2 separate regions of the Canis lupus genome follow, and region 1 is linked to region 2. The links are chromatin contacts, called in public Hi-C maps. All regions are on one chromosome and are shown on one strand. The core of a region is the stretch at or near the end of the contact, and the rest is flanking DNA. Distances in the headings are between cores, read along the strand shown. Region 1 overlaps RIPOR2 (rho family-interacting cell polarization regulator 2). Region 2 overlaps RIPOR2 (rho family-interacting cell polarization regulator 2).

Evidence for each region. A called contact is a pair of places that touch in the nucleus more often than the background predicts.
Region 1: a Hi-C map of blood shows a contact between it and region 2, with 5 times the contacts expected there. The contact joins two enhancer-like sites. A contact is called at or near these places in 2 of 9 Hi-C or Micro-C datasets (both in blood).

Annotation. Positions count from the first base shown.
Region 1 is chr35:24,426,534-24,430,499 of UU_Cfam_GSD_1.0, reverse strand. All of the region lies in intron 1 of RIPOR2 (rho family-interacting cell polarization regulator 2), which reads left to right. Among named protein-coding and RNA genes, the nearest start is that of RIPOR2, 26 kb to the left of the region's middle. Within about 2 kb of position 1,604, at least 2 of the 20 cell types and tissues checked have an H3K27ac peak or open chromatin away from gene starts, as enhancers often do. A contact at or near this core is called in blood, where this site is marked.
Region 2 is chr35:24,273,627-24,278,090 of UU_Cfam_GSD_1.0, reverse strand. The region is part of intron 8 of RIPOR2 (rho family-interacting cell polarization regulator 2); the gene reads left to right. Among named protein-coding and RNA genes, the nearest start is that of ARMH2, 45 kb to the right of the region's middle. Within about 2 kb of position 1,285, at least 6 of the 20 cell types and tissues checked have an H3K27ac peak or open chromatin away from gene starts, as enhancers often do. A contact at or near this core is called in blood, where this site is marked.

The DNA.
Region 1 (3,966 bases), core at 355-2,854, 150 kb before region 2:
ATAAATCAATTATGATTGTCCTACATAGTGTCTACAGAGAAAAAGTAAAAAAGTAAACATCACCACATATTTCTGTCAACACCTTGATTTTTTTCAGTACCAGTGAGTCTTCATATATTCATTTCATTTTTTCAGAGAAAAAAAACTAGGCGGAGGGTTGGCATGTGTTACAAAATGACAAAAGGGAAAATAACCAGTAGAGCAAAATTAACCATTAAATAAATACATCCTGTAATGGGGTCTCTGTGGCAAACTGCAGAGCCAGACACAAAAAGGCATTTATGTCATTTCTTTTAACACTGTGTTACCTTCCCCAACCCCCCAAAATGTCTGCCACTTGACTGGATGACAGTTTGAAATCTCTGGGAGAAACTATCTAGTTTCTTTAAGCTTTTCTCCCCTATAGGTTGTTGACCTACTGTGTTTAGGTGCAGTATCTAGCAGGTGTTATAATACCTCCAGACAGTGAAGGAATCCTTATCCCTAGGGTTTTTTCCTGGGATTGTTATTGAAATAAAAATTGGAATCAGTAAAATTATTTTTTTTTTAAATTGCAAGGTGAAAAACGAAAACTACAAGGAGACAGTTTGACATTTTAAAGTCAGAGCTTATGTGATGAATGTTTATAATTATAGGAAAGAAAAAAGTAATGGAACGGTGGAGGAAAGTTTATCCCCATCAGCCCTGGAACTTTCATTAGCTGTGCGTTGCTTCTGACATTCATTGCATCGTCAGTTGCTAGATGTTCCTGGATTCATGACTATTTGCAATTCAATGGATCAAACCCTTTCTTTTCCTTCCTTCTCTTTCCTCTTTGGTATTTCTGGGGGGGCATTTAAGTCATGCTGTGGAATGCTTATTGCAATAACAAATGTCATGCAAATTGAATGTACAGCTAATTTTACTTCTTATGAATAGAGCTCCCGTGGCTTCCCTTCCAGGCTAATGGAGGGGATGTGTTCCATCCTTCTCCTCCACTTGAAATCACTGAGGTATACCTGGAGGGATCCAGCTTCCCCACAGTCTAAATTTTCCATTGTTGTGGATTTATTTCCTACAGGTCCATCCTATTGTTAAGGCTCTATGCCTTGGGAAGAATTGAGTGAATAGCTACTTAGTATTTTTAGAAGTCCATTTTCAAGAGAAGGCTTTTAAGCCATGATTAGCCCCTCTTTCTGCAGGCATATGAAAGACCTTCACTTCCCCCACCTCCTCGCCCCCCCATGCAGAAGAGTGCTCCACAGAACCTCCATGGAAAGCTAGGGAAATTTATTTCCAGGAGGAATAAGCAAGAGAGGCACTTCTTTCTTTTCTCCAATTACTATAATACTGTTTGGCATCAATTAGTAAACAGGCTTTGAAAAGGAAATGCGGGTTTGTTAAATGTGACTAACTGAATTGTCCTGAAGTCTGCCCAGAGTGGGGGAGATGCCATGAATTCTCCACGGGGTTACAAAGAGGACATAAGGAGGGAAGCATGCCTGCTGGAGCCCCTTAGAAAACAGAAGACACCATTTCATTAGGCTGCATGGATGATACCTCCTCTCATGTCAGAAAGGTTTTGTGATTTCCTGCTCATTTCAGGAGCTGATGTGTAAATGGTGTGTATGTCTGTTGCCATGACGACCCAGCAGCAGTTGGCCTGGGCTTTTTAGCAGAGTACAAATGTGCTCTTGAAGAGATGCTTGTCAGAATTTGCCAGACTATTTCCCCCCCTACCTTGGATTCCCACAAAGGGTTTCAAAGGTTCCCAACTGCATTAAGAGCAGAAACAGGCTGAAATGTAGCATTTGGCTACCATGAATGATAAAGCTCAAAAGCTCTGATCCCCTGCTGAAGCAATGGTGTGCCAGCCTATCATTTCAATATTTGAGGGCGACTCTGTATAATTAAAGAGAAGGACCCAGTATAAATGCAGGGGAGGAATGAAAATCTTGATGATTACCGGAACTGAGCCTCTGTTGACTTTTACTTATTTATTTATTTTCTCTGTTGACTTTTAATTGGCTCATAACTATCTCTATATTTAATAAGGAGTCATGGTGACTGCCTGCATTTGTATTCTTATTTTGGCTTGTCAAATCTGTATGTAGGTGCTATACCGGGAGGGGGCGGGGACCCAACCATGCAAGCCAAAGGCAGGATCCCACAGGCCCCTTGCTGTTGATCCACCTGCTTGTTGCTGGGCCCTGTTTCTCCTTATCTCTAGTGACCAAAAGAACTCAACTCCTAGTGGTTTGTGCCAAATGTCACACAATTTCAATTACGCTAGGATGGACTGACTATATTCACTGTTGGAGCCCTTCATGTCTCCTCCTTATCCTTCCCACTCTCTTTTGAGTCTCCTCAGATGGCAAATAAAGGAAGCAAAACACAAGTTAATCCAACATTTGGCAGCAGCTTGCAAATGGGTTTTATTGGGAAGATGGAAACCAGTGAAGTGAGCTGTGGAGATCTCTGCAGCTTATGCCAATACCATCTTCAGAATCACGAGTAATCAATCTCTAGTGGGTTCTATGAATAAGTAACTTTGTATGTTATCCCAAGATTCCATTAAGATAGCTCAAAAAGTCAAATAAATAGGGGGTTTTGTTGGCTTTGGGGTTTTTATGTTTTTTTATAAATCTTTATATCTCTGAAAAAAAAACATGAGTGCTGAGAGAGTCAGTTGCAAAAGTCTACAGGAAATTTCAACATGATCATACTTACCTTTGGATCCTATTCATGACTTACTCTCGACCCGCTGAAAGAAATATTAATGACAGGAGGTTTTGGCCACCAATGTCTGACACTCTTTGAGCAAAGAGCTTAAGCCTATGGATCTTAGTAAAATGAGGAATTCGGACATTAGTAGTTCTGAGAGCCACTCCAGGTCAAAAATTTGATTTCCTTTTGGGAATTCAGAAAAACTAAGACCCACACATGCTGATACACTTTAATGAATTAGGGTTTAAAAAAAAAATACTAAGGTGGTCATAAGAGAGAGTAATCCAAAAAAAAAAAAAAGTCTACATTGAAGCCCCTTCCAGCCCATACATGAGGCCTGACGCCCTCAATCCAGCTCTACCTCCACCTTCCTACCTAACCCATAACCTACAGTTCTTTTTATTAAGAAGCCCCCAAAGAAACTCCACATTTCTGGCTTGAATTATTAACTTACTTAAATGCAGAATGGCCATCTGTCATAGACAAGATTTTAATATGCAGTGGGAGGTTGAACTAGATCAACTTCCAGGACCATGTCAACACTCACTTTCTGATTTGAAATTCTCATGTCAGTCGCACAAAAGCACCAGGGCAGAGACCACCTAGAGCCTAGGTCACACACTTGGAGCCTCCGCTTGGAACTCTGCCCACAAATACTTTGTTTAAAAAAATGCATTTACAAAATGAAAACTTCAGATTTTTTTTTAAAAATCCAGATTTCCAGCTTATATTATCTCCTATAATAGCCCCCTTGTGCAAAAGTGTCTGCCCTTCTCCAGTAGAACAGACTCTCCCTGCCCAGCTCCCCATTCCCCACCCCACGGCCTCCTCCTTCATCTCCCCTGCCCTACCCTGCACTGCCACCAAGGGAGTTGTCAACACTTGATTTACTGACTAGTCAAGGACCACCCACCGTCTTCAGACCACCACTGACATACTGTGGTTCCAGGAAAAAAAAAATCACTGAGCTTTCAGAGAATATGACCTGAGTATTATCCAATCAAAAGTTACAGCATCCTGTTGGGGATCTACATGTATTTGATGATTTTTTTTTTTTTAAGGAGAGAGAGAGAGCAAGAAAGAGAGAGAAGTAATCTGAACAGAGATGACAGATATTCGGTAGGTGGGATGCTATTTCTGTGTGTTCTAATGAACACCTCATTCTGTGCTGGAGCATGTTCTGCTGATGCTTACCTCTGAAATAAAAGGAGAGGGGAATAAATCTAAGGTTTCTAGTGATTGACAGTGGGGTGCTGCTTA
Region 2 (4,464 bases), core at 36-2,535:
AGAGCCCATACTAGAAGCTGTTGCTCAAAGCACGGCCTCCTCCTCTGTGGGAGGGTCTTCTCTGACCCAGAACACAGGCCTCGTGGGTGAGGAGCTTCAGGCATGGTGGCAAATGAGAGGATGATGCTGGTGCCCACCCCCCACCCCCATCTACAGAGGGATCTGGGCACCAGCTACATAATAGCACCAAGTCCTACAAGGTCATCCTGGTGTGCTGACAGGGCCTCCCATTCACCGAGCTTTTCATCTTTGCCTCTCCCTGTTCTCTCTCTCCCACCTGGTCCACTTCCATAGCTTGTGTCTGGGCTCTCGGTTTCCGCTAGTGGGACTCGAGGCCTGAAACTTACTCTCTCTTTTCATTATAGATTATTCTCCCTTTTCACTTCCCTAATCTAACATGAAAACCCAGAAATGACAACTATGAAGCCTTTCAAAGGGAACACTGCCTTGGAAGTCTTCCTCTCCTGAGGAAGGGAAGACATCTCACACTGCCAAGAAATTTCACATCTTTGCAATCAGCTATTTTCTTATCTGTTATTCCTTCTGATAAAACATAAGCACCCCCAGCAAACAACAGTGACATAAGCTGAGGATATTTCATAATTTTCTCAGACCTGGTAACCCAACTTCCTCCTGCCACACCCTCCACACTTCCCGTTTTACCCCACCCAACACAGAATAAACAACCCTTTTGGGCGTGTGTGTGTGTGTGTGTGTGTGTGTGTGTGTGTGTGGCCCCTGGGGGTGCAGATGCATTGGTGATAAAAACAACTGATGGGTTACAGTGCCAAGCACTAGGCTGTATCCTGCTGAACGGCCCCTGGCCTTGACTCCCAGAGTCCCCTGGAGAAAAGTGGACACTGAGCCAATATGCTCTAATTCAATGGAACAAATGACCAATGGGGTGGCCAGATTGTCTCCAAAGCCCCCTGCCCCAGGGTAAGAGCAGGAAGGGGAGTGCCACTCACCTGTCTCGGGGGAGGGAAGCAGGAAGGAAGCAGGAAGGCTTCCCAGGGTAACCTTTGAATTAGAACCAGAGGGACTGCTCTGGGTGGATGAACAGCAGGGGAATAGCATTCACCAAAGAGGGAAAAGCATGTTGAAAAATCTGCCTTGAATGTCAGGCTACAGGGGGAGCACTGTGTTAACCAGGACCTACGTGAAAAGATGTGATTTCTGAAGGAAAACTATTTCTTCTCCTAGCTACTGCTTCATTCCAGTGAGGTTCCGGGTGGGGTGGATCTTCAACCCTTGCCTGCCTCTCCAGCTTGCAGGGCAGGCCAGGCCTTGGCAGAGGGAAGAGCTACCTGGGAGCTAGTAAATCTGCATTATTTATGCCTGGTCAATAAATCAGGAAGGCCTGTAACAGCGCTCCCGGCCCTTCAGCTGCTTGGCTCTTTTCCTTGGAATAGAAAGTGTGACTTCCTTAGCTTCATAATTGTTCTACCCAGTGCTAAACACCATTAAAATTGTCACGAATACCCAGCCATCCTTTTCTGTGTGTATATGCTGTCAACAGGTGTGATATTTTTTATCTTTGGAAAGGAAGATCATCATAGAAGTAGCAAAAACTGGGGAGCATTCTTCTGGCAGAGAAGTCTCTGAGCCAAGAAAGGAAAGGGTGGGTGGCTACATGCTGTGGCGTCTGGGACTTCCAGACAAGGGCATTTGATCAGTAATAGGTGTTTACAGTAAAACAGCCAAAAGGTACAGGAAGATGCACCACAGAAATAAAAGCCCCCTGCCCTGACCATTCCTGGTTGCTAACCTCCCGATGGTCTGTAGAGTGGCCAGGATGAAAGCTTTCTAGACAGTGCAACAGCAATCGCAAAACTTCTGAGAAAACATGAAGCTTTCCCCAGCTGTGAAAATCCCAGCAGGCCTCTGGCCAGGTTTAAAAGACATCAAGCTGTAACTCTAATTGCCCCACTGCTGGTTTCAGTTCTGCAACCAGTACAGTGATGGGCTTAGACCAGCAGCTAGAACTTTAGGAAACACAGCACCAGGACTGCCTCTGCCTGGCTGGTGCCAGTTGACTCCACTATGGTTGTAATCAGGCCCGCTATAAGCAATTTCGAGACATTTCACTTTAATAACATGGGCTTATAAACTCAAAAACCTCAGTACCAAGTACCTTTCTCCCAGTTGGATAAGTTCAGATATGAAATTTTTGGTAATTTTGAGAGGGGAAAAAACCTTCAAAAGATTTTCCCCTTTATATGTCTTTATCCAGCACTGATTCCAGGTCAGTTGCTTAGGGGATTTTTTTGTTTTTTAACCAGGCTTCTGTTGTAATTGCAGAGGTAATCTGGCAATGGATGAAACCTAAACTAATTTGCAGAGGTTTTATTTTATTTTACTTTTTTAAAGATTTACATTTATTTTAGGGAGAGCACTTGAGTATGAGTAGGGGGAGGGGCAGAGAGAATCCTGAAGCAGACTCTCTACTGAGTCCAGAGCCCCACAAGGGGTGGATCTCATGACCCTGAGATCATGATGAAGAGTTGGGTGCCCAACCAACTAAGCTGCTCGGTGCCCCTTTGCAGAGGTTTTATTTTTTTAAGATTATATTTATTTATTCATGAGAAACACAGAGAGGGGCACAGACATGGGCAGAGGGAGAAGCAGGCTCCCCACAGGAGCCTGATGCGGGACTGGATCCCAGGACCCCAGGATCACAACCTGAGCCACAGGCAGATGCTCAACCACTGAGCCACTCAGGTGCCCTTTGCAGAAGTTTTAAAGTGCACTTTGGATTTTCTTAGAATTGGCATGTCTGACCATTCTGACTTCTAAAAACCAGTGAGTTGTGCTTTTTTTTTAATGACATATTAAAAAAAAAAAAGACTAAATCTTCCAGAAAATGATTAGGGTAAACTGACTTTTTATTTTTTTATTTTTTTTCTGACTTTTTAAATTCTACTCTTATTTCAGGAAATCTTTTAAAGTGCCTTGTTGTGTTCTAGTTAGAAGAGTCCCAGGTGGCCTGGCTCTCCCGTAGGGGGGCAGAGGGAGCTGGTGAGTTGCTGCCATCTACTGGCAGGTAGTGGTCGGTGCTTTTTAAAGCCTCCCCGGACCCCGTGTATCTTCTTAACCCTGGCTAGTCAGTCACAAAAGGCAGAATAAATTGTGTGATTGTGATACCATCCTCGTCATCTTTACACGGGTTAAATCATGTTTAAACTAATATAAAAACATGTTTCAAGGGACACCTGGGTGCCTCAGTGGTTGAGCACTCGGTTCAGGTCGTGATCCTGGTCCTGGGATCGAGTCCTGCATGGGGATCCCGGCAGGGAGCCTGCTTCTCCCTCTGCCTGTGTCTCTGCCTCTCTCTGTGTCTCTCATGAATAAGTAAATAAAAATCTTTTTTAAAATAATAAATAAAATGATATGAAAAGAACTTAGACTTCAAGGATCGTGAATGGCAGCTTGAGAAAACTGAGCCACCCAGGACTCTGCTGCCCAAATGGACATCCTGCGTGTGAAGGGATCTAGGAGTCTCAGGGCTGCTGTTGTACCAGCTGTGCAAAGTTATTTCCTCTCCAGCCGCCTCTATCAAAAGTGAGGGGTTATTCTTCTCGAATCCGTTTTAGATTTTTAAATGATACCTTCTCTTTTTTTTTTTAAATACGGGCAAAGATACCAGAAATTTTAAAGGCACAATATAATCTCTCCACCGGTGCTAAACTTTATAAAATATGTCTCAAATACCCAAGTAGCCTTTTTTCTGCATATACACTGCCTGCCCACTGATACCTGTGACCTTTTTCATATATTTTTTCTTTTCAAATAAACACATGATATTTGAAAAAATCCAATAAAAATTACTATTTAACGTCCAAACATTTCACTTTCTTCATAGTCCCAGATTATCAGAGATAATTATTTTATCTACCTTTGGTATGTTTTTCTAGAATTTTTTCCTATGGATACATTTTTTTAAAGATTTTATTTATTTATTCATGAGAGACACAGAGAGGTGGAAACATAGGCAGGCAGGCTCTCTGTGGGAGCCCAATGCAGGACTGGATCCCAGGACCCCAGGATCATGACCTGAACCAAAGACAGGCACTCAGCCACTGAGCCACCCAGGCGCCCCTGGATACATTTTTATATAGCGGAGGTCACACTTGAATTTTGTCTTTTTGCTTTTTTACTTAAGATTAGTTTATAAACATTATCTTATTAAAGACATCTAAACATCTGTACCGGGATCCCTGGGTGGCGCAGCGGTTTGGCGCCTGCCTTTGGCCCAGGGTGCGATCCTGGAGACCCGGGATCGAATCCCACATCGGGCTCCCGGTGCATGGAGCCTGCTTCTCCCTCTGCCTGTGTCTCTGCCTCTCTCTCTCTCTCTGTGACTATCATAAATAAATAAATAAATTTTTTTTAAAAAAGGTAAAAAAAATAAATAAAAAAATAAACATCTGTACCGAATTCTTTTTTTTTTTAATTGAAGTGTGG